Regions from separate parts of the Sus scrofa genome. Here region 1 is linked to region 2. The links are chromatin contacts, called in public Hi-C maps. All regions are on one chromosome and are shown on one strand. The core of a region is the stretch at or near the end of the contact, and the rest is flanking DNA. Distances in the headings are between cores, read along the strand shown. Region 1 holds the start of BACH2 (transcription regulator protein BACH2). Region 2 holds the start of MDN1 (midasin).

Region 1 (4,725 bases), core at 269-2,768, 450 kb before region 2:
TCTGCTTCCTTTCAGCTATGGCTTAGCCTTCCAAGCAGACGTTCAAAATAGGGCCTTTTAAAACTCTGCCCTCAAACGAAGGTGGTTCAGAGCAACACTTTGGCTGATATCACAAGACTCCCAGGGCAACGCTTCGCTGCTTCCTCAGCATATGCCAGTGCCCATTTTACAGGGGGATTTATGATCTTTCTCTCAGTAGAGCGAGCCAAAGTTTTATAATATTCATTAAAAATCAGCACCACATGTAATAATATGGAATACTGCCGGTACACAAGGGGGCCAAGTTATAGGTGCTCAGGGAAACGTGGCAGAATTTCTTGGCCTTGGCAGGAGTAAAGTTGCAGGCACCAGCACTGCGCTAACACAACCTTCTTTTATTGCAAATGTTCCTTCAGTCTAAGTCCTAATTACTTTCTGTAAAACCCTAACCACCATCGAGCTTTCTTCTGACAGGGCAGCCACACGATGGCCTTAAAGTGCAGCGGCAGCGCCGGGCAGCCTCTGGAATGGGAGACAGGGGGTGGTTGGAACCCTGTAGGGGCTGAGGCTGCAGCTCAGACGTAGGCTTTTCAGTGAGCTTCGCAACTGCTTGCAACCCCTTTTAAAATCCCAGCGTGGGGACTTAGAGGCTCCCTCGGTGGGGCAGGCTGAAGCCCTTCTGGAAAGGATTCCAACGTCAACATCAACGTTGGGTCAGAAGCTACTCTTGCTCGCCCCACCCCCTCCCAAGAGGGGTACCGGTCAGCTTGGTGGAGCCCGTGGAGCATCTTTTTCTGCCCCTCCTGGGAAACGCTAGACAACCCCGGAATCCCAGGTCTCAAGGTCTGGCTCCGCTTCCTGGGCGTAGTGCCCTGGGCTCTGCCCACCTCCCCACGTGCCACACCAGCTCTCCCCACTGCCCCCACCCCAGCGGCCCCCAGCCCTGGCCTTTCAAGGTTCGGGTGAGTCCCGGGCAAGGCCCGACCGAGACAGGCGGCCAGCCGGGCCCGGAGCAGGGGGCTCTCTCGGTGGTTCTGCCGCACAAAGCGGGGAGAGCTGCGCCGGCGGCGTGAGGCGCGCCCCCTCCCGCGAGCAGGCCGAGCGCGCTCCCGCCCCCTGTCCCCCGCCCCAGCCCTGGGAGCGCCATTCGCGGAGTGGCTTACGCTAGTCGCCGGGCGTACGGCGCCCCAGCGGCCGGGGAGGTGCGCTGCCCGGCTCCCGTAAAGTTATTGTGAATGGGGAGCGGGTGACGTCAGCGCCGAATGTCAACAATGTAGCGATTGAGAGTGTGGGCGTTCCGGGGAGAGCGCGAGCCGCGCCGCGCGGAGCAAACAGCGCCGAGCAGCCGCCGCCTAAGCAGCAGCAGCAGCAGCGGCCGTGCACGCCCGGGCTGCGGTCGCAGCAGCGCTAACGCGAGCGCCCGCCGCCGCCCTCGCCCACCCCGCCTGCCCACTCCCGCTGCCGCCGGGCTCTCGCTTTCTCCCCGGCCTCCCTCGACCCTTCCCCTCCCCCTTCTCGGCATACTCGGGGGGCTGGGAACGAGCTGCCATGTGATGCGCGTCCTCTCCGCGAGCTTTCGGTGACCCCCGATCCGCGGACCGCCGGGAGGGGGCTGCGGGCTAGGAGGACGCGGGGAAGAGGAGGCGGAAAAGGACGCAAAGTTCTCTGTTGAGGTGAGTCCCCGGCCGCGGGTCCCGGGCCCCGGCGGCGGCGGGCGGGCGGGGCGGTGGGGCAAGTTGGCGGGGGGAGCGGGCGCGCGGGGCAGGCGGGGAGACATGGGGAAGCGGCGCGGGAAGGGAACCGCGGCCGCCCGGAGCGCAGCCGCCCGCCGAGCGCCCTGCCCGCTTTTATGGCATTTTCTAGGAACGGGAAGGGGGTGGGAGCCGAGCCGGTGGACGCGCAGAGGCGACTGTGCGCTCTCTCGCCTGGCTGTTTACGGCGGGAGAGGAGGCATTGTATTTTGCTCGCGTCGACGGGTATTTTGGAACAGCAGGGGGAGGAGGAGCAGAGGGTAATAAGTCAGGCGTGGGGAGGGCGGGTTGAAGGGAGGCGCGCGTCCGCGCGAGCCGGAGCAGCTGTCAGACCCACGGCCCTGCTCCCGGCCCCGCGAGGCCCGGGCGCCCCGGCCCCCAGCCCGCGATCGCCGTGCCAGGCCGGGCGGCCTCCTCCCTGTCCGCGGCGTCCGCGCCCCGGGCTGCTCCGCTACGCTTTGCGCTCAGCTGTCAGACGTTGCCGGGTAGCTAGGACCACCACGACTAGCCGGGTATCAAAGCCCAAGTTTAAGGTCCCGGGAAGAGGCAGACTGGGGGCTCTTGGCACAGACCTTGGGTTGCTCGCTGGGTGGAATCCCTACTAGCCAACGACCACGGGTTATTGGAATGCGTCCCAGGGAACTCAGGCCGAGGGGCTCATGCCTTCAGAGAGGGAGATCTTGCACCTCTCTCCTTCCAAGATTCTGCACGAAATCAAAGTGCAACGCACACCCTCTTCTCCCTGCCCACACTTCAGTCTTCAGACCCCAGAAGCTCCACCTAGGAGAGGAGTTTATCCAGGGGACACTTCTCCACGTACCCCCACCCCGCCGGCGTGTCCTCCGGGGGTTCGCAGTTCTCCTTCTCATACCCGGTGGGTCATGGGATGCGGGCGGCGCTCCTGGACTACCCCAGCTGCCCGCGAGAGGGGACTCGAGTGAGCATCTCGGCGACCTCGGTCTGGGCGAGGATTTGCAGGAACTTGACCGTGGGAGGAAGCGCGCAGGGCCGGGTGTCTGTGTGTGAAAGGGGCCGCGCACCCCTGATTTCGGGGGTCGTGGGTGCGCTGGGTATCCCCAGCCCACTCTCACGTGTAGGCGAGTTTGATAACTTGCGGGAAGTTCTGGCGCAGCCGCTGTAGGATGGTTTTGTCTGTGGCCGGAGAAGGAGCGCCTCACAGTATGCCTGTCCGGTCACCGCCGTCGCCGCCACCCATGGCCCCTGGGAAACAAGAGGGACCAGGGCGCCCCACCCCCAACTGAGCTGCACACTCAGCGGGTAGCGAGACGCGGCGTTCCTGGGTTTTCACCTTCGCTGTCTAGTGCTGTAGTCTCTCACTCTCTGTGTAAATTTCATCTGTTGAATGTACTTAACTAAAAAGGGTAATTACTTTAGATTAAAAAAAAAAATCCCTTCCTGCCTAGTGGGAACCTTGGCGGAGATGCTGCCTAATGAGATATTTTGCTTTTGTCTGTTTAGAGTAAAATTAGAGATGTTAACTCTGATAACGGTTTTCTCAGATCATTAAAATGTAACATGTAGGAAAGGCATGTCGAGCTGCGAAGGCTCTGGCTGACATGAAAGAAGCTGTGCGGGGAAAGGCTCCTTGGGTAGAGAGGCTATTTTGGTAAGGCAGCGGCATCTTGCCTAAAATGTGACATTGCCCCACCCTGGTGCTCCCGCAGCTCACAGCTCCAGAGTAAACGGCGTTTTTCATTCTTCCAGGTAATAATAAACGTGAGTCAAAGTGACATCTTGTTAGAATTAAGTCTTTAGTCTGTAGGCGAGATTGCTAAATAACAGTGTTGCATTCACACTGCTCCCGTGAAAGGTCTGTCAGCATTTCCATTATAAATTCAATTTGGGGGGGAGTTGATAATTTCACCACAAAACTTTGGGTGGCTGAAATGGCTTTCCCTTCCAGTGTTCTGCTTTAAGCAATGAATCGACTGCCCACTTCCATCCTATTTGCTGTTCCTAAAACTTGAATATTATCCAGATGGGGGGGGGGGCAGAAATAGAAAACATAATCATGGAATAAAATACTTCTGTTCGAACGTACTTTATTTGTGCCAAGTAATACTTTCATTGTGGATTTTGGAAGGCTTTATGTTTGCCATTTGGTAATCATAAATGTGTTAATTCTTCTGGTACCTGTCAGTTCTGCAGGTGGATTGAAATGTCAGTTCATGTTGTATATGCCAGGATTACATGGAAGAACATTCTCCTCATACATGTGTGTGTGAGAGCTCATAGCTAAATTACATGCATGCCTCTTAGCTACTTGTCAGTTCTTTGTATGGTGCATGTGAGGATCTGGGGAAGAGAAGAAGGAGTAAGGTAGAAAGGGACAGGGGGTGGGGTGGAAATCAGGGACCCCCCCCCTTCCAGTGACTTTTTAGTATTCTAGTGGCTGGGAGGAAGCCATTTATTTTCTTTCTCTTGAATGATGCCTTTGACTTAGTGTCTTCAGGCAAGTCTCTTCCAGTCACTTACCTCTAGCTGCTGTGTGAGGGGCTTAATTATTTGCACACTACCTTGAAATCCCTGGATGAAAGGTACTGCATAAGTGCAAAGTATTGTTATCCAGATATGGAATTTAATGATCCATTACAGTTCATCAGAAAAATGCGCTCTGCAGTGATGGTGGGAAACGTCTCCACCTGATAGAGGGTAATAATAACTGCCTAAAAGTAGGTTCAGATTACAGATGAGACAATTAACTCTAGCCATGTGCTCTTCAATTTGTTGCAATTCATTTCTGTGATCAAAGTGAGTCACAGAGAGCCAGATGGTCAGGTTCACGTTCAAATCTCTCCTAGGCCAGCCCTTCACTTCTGAGCCCACTGTCTGCACAGCCAACAGGACTTATTCATTAGCGCTTGTGAGCCGTTCCTCAGAATTTGTGATCGAGGCTCCTGTGATGCCAACAAAAGGGCTCAGGCCAATCTGTATTGTTGCGAGCAGTTTAATTTTACTTGGATTAACTCATGCT
Region 2 (4,930 bases), core at 241-2,740:
ACAGCAAGGTGACCCAGTTACACATACATGTCTACATTCCCATATTATCTCATATTATCTCATATTTTCATTTTTCTCATATTATCATGCTCCATCATAAATGATTAGACATAGTTCCCAGTGCTACACAGCAGGATCTCATTGCTAATCCATTCCTAAATTCAAACGTATTTTTGAAAGTTTGAAACATAGTATAAACTTCCTTTGGAGATCTACTTACGTCAATACAGAAAGGCCTACCCACCTTAAGAACACTTTTTAGAGGTATAATTTATGAAAGTGCAAAATTTTATTTATTTTTGTTTTTTAGGGCTGCACCTGTGGCATATGGAAGTTCCTAGGCTAGGGGTTAAATGGGAGCTCAAGCTGCTGGCCTAGGCCACAGCAACAGCAATGTAGGGAGGTGAGTCTGCAACATGCACCACAGCTCAAGGTAAAGCCAAATACTTAACCCACTGAGCCACTGAGGGAGGCCAGAGATTGAACCTGCATCCTCTGGGTTCTAGTCAGGTTCCTTATCACTGAGCCACACCAAGAACCCCGAAAAGCACAAAAATCTTAAATGTACAGGTGATTTTTCCCCCATTTTGTACCTACCTAGGGAATGCTAATGAAATATTTCCATCACCCTAGGAGGTTCCCTTAGGCCCCTTCACAATCAACACCCCCCCCCAAAGCAACCAAGAGTCTGCCATTATTTTGGCTTGTTCATGAACTTGATATAAATGCACTTTTAAAAAAACCCTTCTACTGCACTCCTGTGGTTTCAGAATATATGTATTCTGTCTTTTTAGGGGTGTACCCCTGGCATGTGGAGGTTCCCAGGCTAGGGGTTCAATCGGAGCTACAGCTGCCGGCCTATAGCACAGCCACAGCAATGCCAGATCCGATCCTCCTCTGTGACCTACACCACAGCTCAGGCAACGTCGGATCCTTAACCCACTGAGCGAGGCCAGGGATTGAACCTGTGTCCTCAGGGATGCTAGTCAGATTCATTTCTGCTGAGCCATGACAGAACTCGAGGATATTCTTTATCCTATATACTATACTTTATTTCATCCTCAGTTGAACACTTATTTCTAATATTTGATAAGAAAGATGTAAGGAGTGTACTTGTTACACTTGTGTGCAAATATTTTAGGCTAGAGGTGTAGAATGGGACTTGCTAGATCAGAGGGGGCAAATCTTTTCTGCTCCCATCTGATTTTCTGTGTGTTGAGGCATAGGGAGGCATGGTGGGCTAAGGATTGATCACACGCCCTTAGGGACTCCCTAGCTTCTTTCGCATAGCGGAATATTCTGTTTCGCTGTCCCGCCATTCATTGTCTCCAGAACCTCGCATCATTGCAAGAAATGGATTCAACTACCCTTTCCTGCTAGGATTCTCCTCCCGGAACTGGCAGGAGAGTGATGTCCAGTGTTTCCGCTGCCCAGGGGGCGGGGCCAGACGAGCTGGTCCGTCGCTGTCGCGGGCTGATGACGCAGAGCGCCGCGTGCTCCCCCACGTGTGCTGTTACTCTCTAAGTGCCTGCGGAGCAGCAGCGGCCGCTTTCCCCAGGGGCGTAGTTTGTGATAGCTCTGGTGCGGAGACTTCAGCAGCTCCCGGGCTCTGAGCGCGAAGCCGGGACTGCCGGTGGCTGCCCAGTGCAGAGGGCCCGCCGTCATGGAGCACCTCTTGTTGGAGGTGGCGGCTGCGCCGCTGCGGTTAATCGCTGCCAAGAGCGAGAAGAGCCGCAGCGAGCTGGGCAGGTTCTTGGTCAAGCAGGTAAGAGAAGGAAGAGAGCCTGGCGGTCCCTGCCGCCCACCTGGAGCTTGCCCCTTGGCCCTACGCGAAGATGCGCAGCTTTAAGGGTACGCGGAAGCGGCGTCTGGTCAATTCTGGCCCTGGCCCCCTCCCCGGGGTTGGCCAGTGGAGGAGGCGTCCGCACGCATTTGAGGAGCCTTTTGTTTTTCTCGGGGGGAGCGTTCCCTTCCCTTTTCCACCTACTTGCCCCTTTTCTAGTGCCCTGACTGCGTGTGGCAGACCTGGCCTTCGGAAAGAAGTGTGTTTGGTTTTTCTGTAATTTAGGTTGCGTCTCTGCCCTTTAGACGTGTGTATTACCTAAGTGTGCCGAGTCCAGCCCCCCCGGTTAGCTTCTGTGCTTGTTTCCTTTCTGTCCCTTTCTGGTCTTTTCGGCCCACTGACAAGTATTGATTGTATTCCTGCTGTGTGTAAGACGCAGCATGGCTCTTTGAGGAGACATACATTCGTTACGGTCTCTGCCTTCAGGGAATTTAGTGTCTATTTTTGGAGACCGTTCATAAACACAGAAAAAGATTGAAGGACAAAGCGAGACCGCTAGTGCTAAGTGTAAAATATTAACTGCAGGAATTACGAGATGAGTTAGAATTTTCTGGGAAATGAGTAGTCTGGCCTTTTAAGAGCTTTTTCTCGTTTACTACCTCCTGCCTGAGTTGAAGACCCCTTTTTACGCATTTTTCACGTGGCATTTTAATTTTTTGTTTTATACTTTCCCACCGCCACTCCCAAGACTTTTGAGCTTTTTTGAGAGTAGAAAAAAAATTATTTTCCAACTCCAGTATCTGGAGCCTAGGTATTCAGTCACAAATGTATTATGTACATATATACCCTATTGCTTAGGAAGAGATAGCAGTATTTTGGGTCTGGAGCAGCAGGGAACTAACATGAAAGGCATTTCTGTTTGGTGATAACAAATTGAACGTGTGTAGCAAAAGAGGGAGGAATGGAAGATATCCCTTGGGTGTCTGACCTTTGACCCCCCAATGAAGGGAATCACTAACACAAATGGGGAAGTCTAGAAAGAAAACTGATTTTTGATGGGAGGAATTAAGGAAAGAGATGATCAGTTTATTTGAGCTAAGCTTGTGGTGACAGGCTCCTGAATTATGTATTTTGGCTAGAAGTGTTTTTCTGTAAGTGGGCTTGCATTTAGAGCAGAGGTTCTGAAGCTAGTGATCATGGACCACTGGCAACAGGGTATTTATTTATGATTCTCCACCACTGTAATTGGATAAAATTGGTACTTGTGTATTGGGAGTAACATGAGGAAATGGTTTGTAGCCTTTATTTTAGAGAACTTGACATTTCGAAGTGTGAGAACCACTCCTATAGATTCTGTGTTTCAGATTGGATAGAATCTAAGAGGTTTTCAGGGTTGTTCCTTTCCAATTTCAGTAATACTTTCAAGTCCTTCACTCATAGAAGAGTTGATTGTTTTCATTCTATTTTTCTCTTATTTGGGGAAAAACGGTTTATACTGGAAAGCAAAGACTTTTGAAACATTGTTCTAATGGAGTTTGGGATATGAAGTAAGAATTTTTTAGGGTTGTGCTTTTTTTCTGTGTTATCTCAGCTGGTGACACCACTCTCTCTTTATCTAGTCCCTAATTATAGAGAACTTAGTGTCCTCAACTCTTTTTCACTCCTTTTCCATCACTTTTTGCCAGGTCCTCCTGATTTTCCTTCCTCAGTATTGAATCTTCCTTCCTCTTCATTCCCACTGCCACTACCTTCCTACAATTCTGACTTTTAATTCCAGCTTGTGCATTTTCTTTCTAACACCACCAAGCAATTCTCTGACACCAGTGGGGTCCTATAATTTAATTTGATTCTGACACTGTTTATGCAGAAAGTGTCAGAACCCTCTGGGTAAAGGCTCAGCTTTAAGAGACTCTCCTGCCACTGCGGTCCGTCCCCCCCTCCCCGCCCCCCGCCAACCCCTAACACACACACAGTTCTCACCTGAGCTTCTGACAAACTGGCTATAAATTGGAGTTCTTCCTTGGGTTTGATTAATTTGCCAGAACGGCTCACAAGACTCTGAGAAAAATTTACTTGCTAGAACATCAGTTTATTATAAAAGGATATAATTCATGGACAGCCAGATGGAGGGGATGCATAGGGCAAGGTATGTGGGAGGGGGTCGGGAGCTTGTGCCCTCTCCAGGTACATTGAATGCTGCATTTCCAAACGTTCGCCAACTCGAAAGCTCTCTGAACCATGTTCTTTCGGATTTTTAGGGAAGCTTTCTTACATATGCATGTTTGATTAAATCTTTGGCCATTGATGATTGAACTCTCAATTTTCAGCCTCTGCAGTCCTCTGAGGTGTGGGAGTGGGACTGAAAGTTACAGTCTACTAATCACATGATTGGCTCTCAGCAACCCTTTCCCTTCCTAACAGCTTTCCCAAATTCACTTCATTAACATAACAAGACGCCTTTATCTCACTCATTACAGGAAATTCTTGGGGGTTTTAGGATCTTGGCTAGAAGTGGCATAAAAAACCAAGTGTATTTTTTTTCTTGTTCGGTTGCAATGACTAAGCTGGATCCTTAACCCCATGCGGCGCTATAAGAGAAATCTTTCTTAATGATAGCTTTAGAGGATTTGTCTTATAAAGACGTTACCTGCTGAAAATGTGAGGTTATGCTCCTGTGAATTCAAATCTGTTAAATTTCCTTGCCTCCATTTTTACGAAATCCTTCATGTAGCCTCCTTTAAACGGTGGAGCTAGTATTGATAGAAATTGTTTCAAGTTAACGTCTTTTTCCAGTCAGTGCTTTGTTCAGAATGAGGTGTTTTAATCAGAGAATGCCTTCTTAATTTGGCAGATCTTTGTAAGAGTTCAGGTGTAAGGTGGACTTCTCTTTTCTGAGCGATAATTGTAGATTAAAACATTTTTTGGGCTCTAGCTGCCATCTTGCGCCCCACATGTGCGCACCTAATCTCACCTGGTCTGCCTGAGACCCCCTGAGCGCCAACCCTAGTCCTCCACAGGGCCCCATTTCCGCTCCAACAAGATGAAAGAAACTATCATGAACCAGGAGAAACTCTCTAAACTGCAGATACAAGTGCGCATTGGTGGAAAAGGAACTGTTCGCAGAAAGAAGGTGGTTCATAGAACAGC

What was found. A called contact is a pair of places that touch in the nucleus more often than the background predicts.
Region 1: a Hi-C map of embryonic fibroblasts shows a contact between it and region 2, with 1.6 times the contacts expected there. The contact joins the promoter of BACH2 here to the promoter of MDN1 in region 2. A contact is called at or near these places in 1 of 5 promoter capture datasets (liver), 2 of 47 Hi-C or Micro-C datasets (embryonic fibroblasts and skeletal muscle) and 1 of 2 datasets of contacts at active chromatin or transcription factors (skeletal muscle).

What each region holds. Positions count from the first base shown.
Region 1 is chr1:58,278,145-58,282,869 of Sscrofa11.1, reverse strand. It overlaps BACH2 (transcription regulator protein BACH2), which reads left to right and starts at 1,518. Exons shown (of 7, transcript XR_002343529.1): 1 at 1,518-1,652.
Region 2 is chr1:57,822,922-57,827,851 of Sscrofa11.1, reverse strand. It overlaps MDN1 (midasin), which reads left to right and starts at 1,490. Exons shown (of 103, transcript XM_021089975.1): 1 at 1,490-1,765. The coding sequence starts at 1,664. It also overlaps the pseudogene LOC100523413.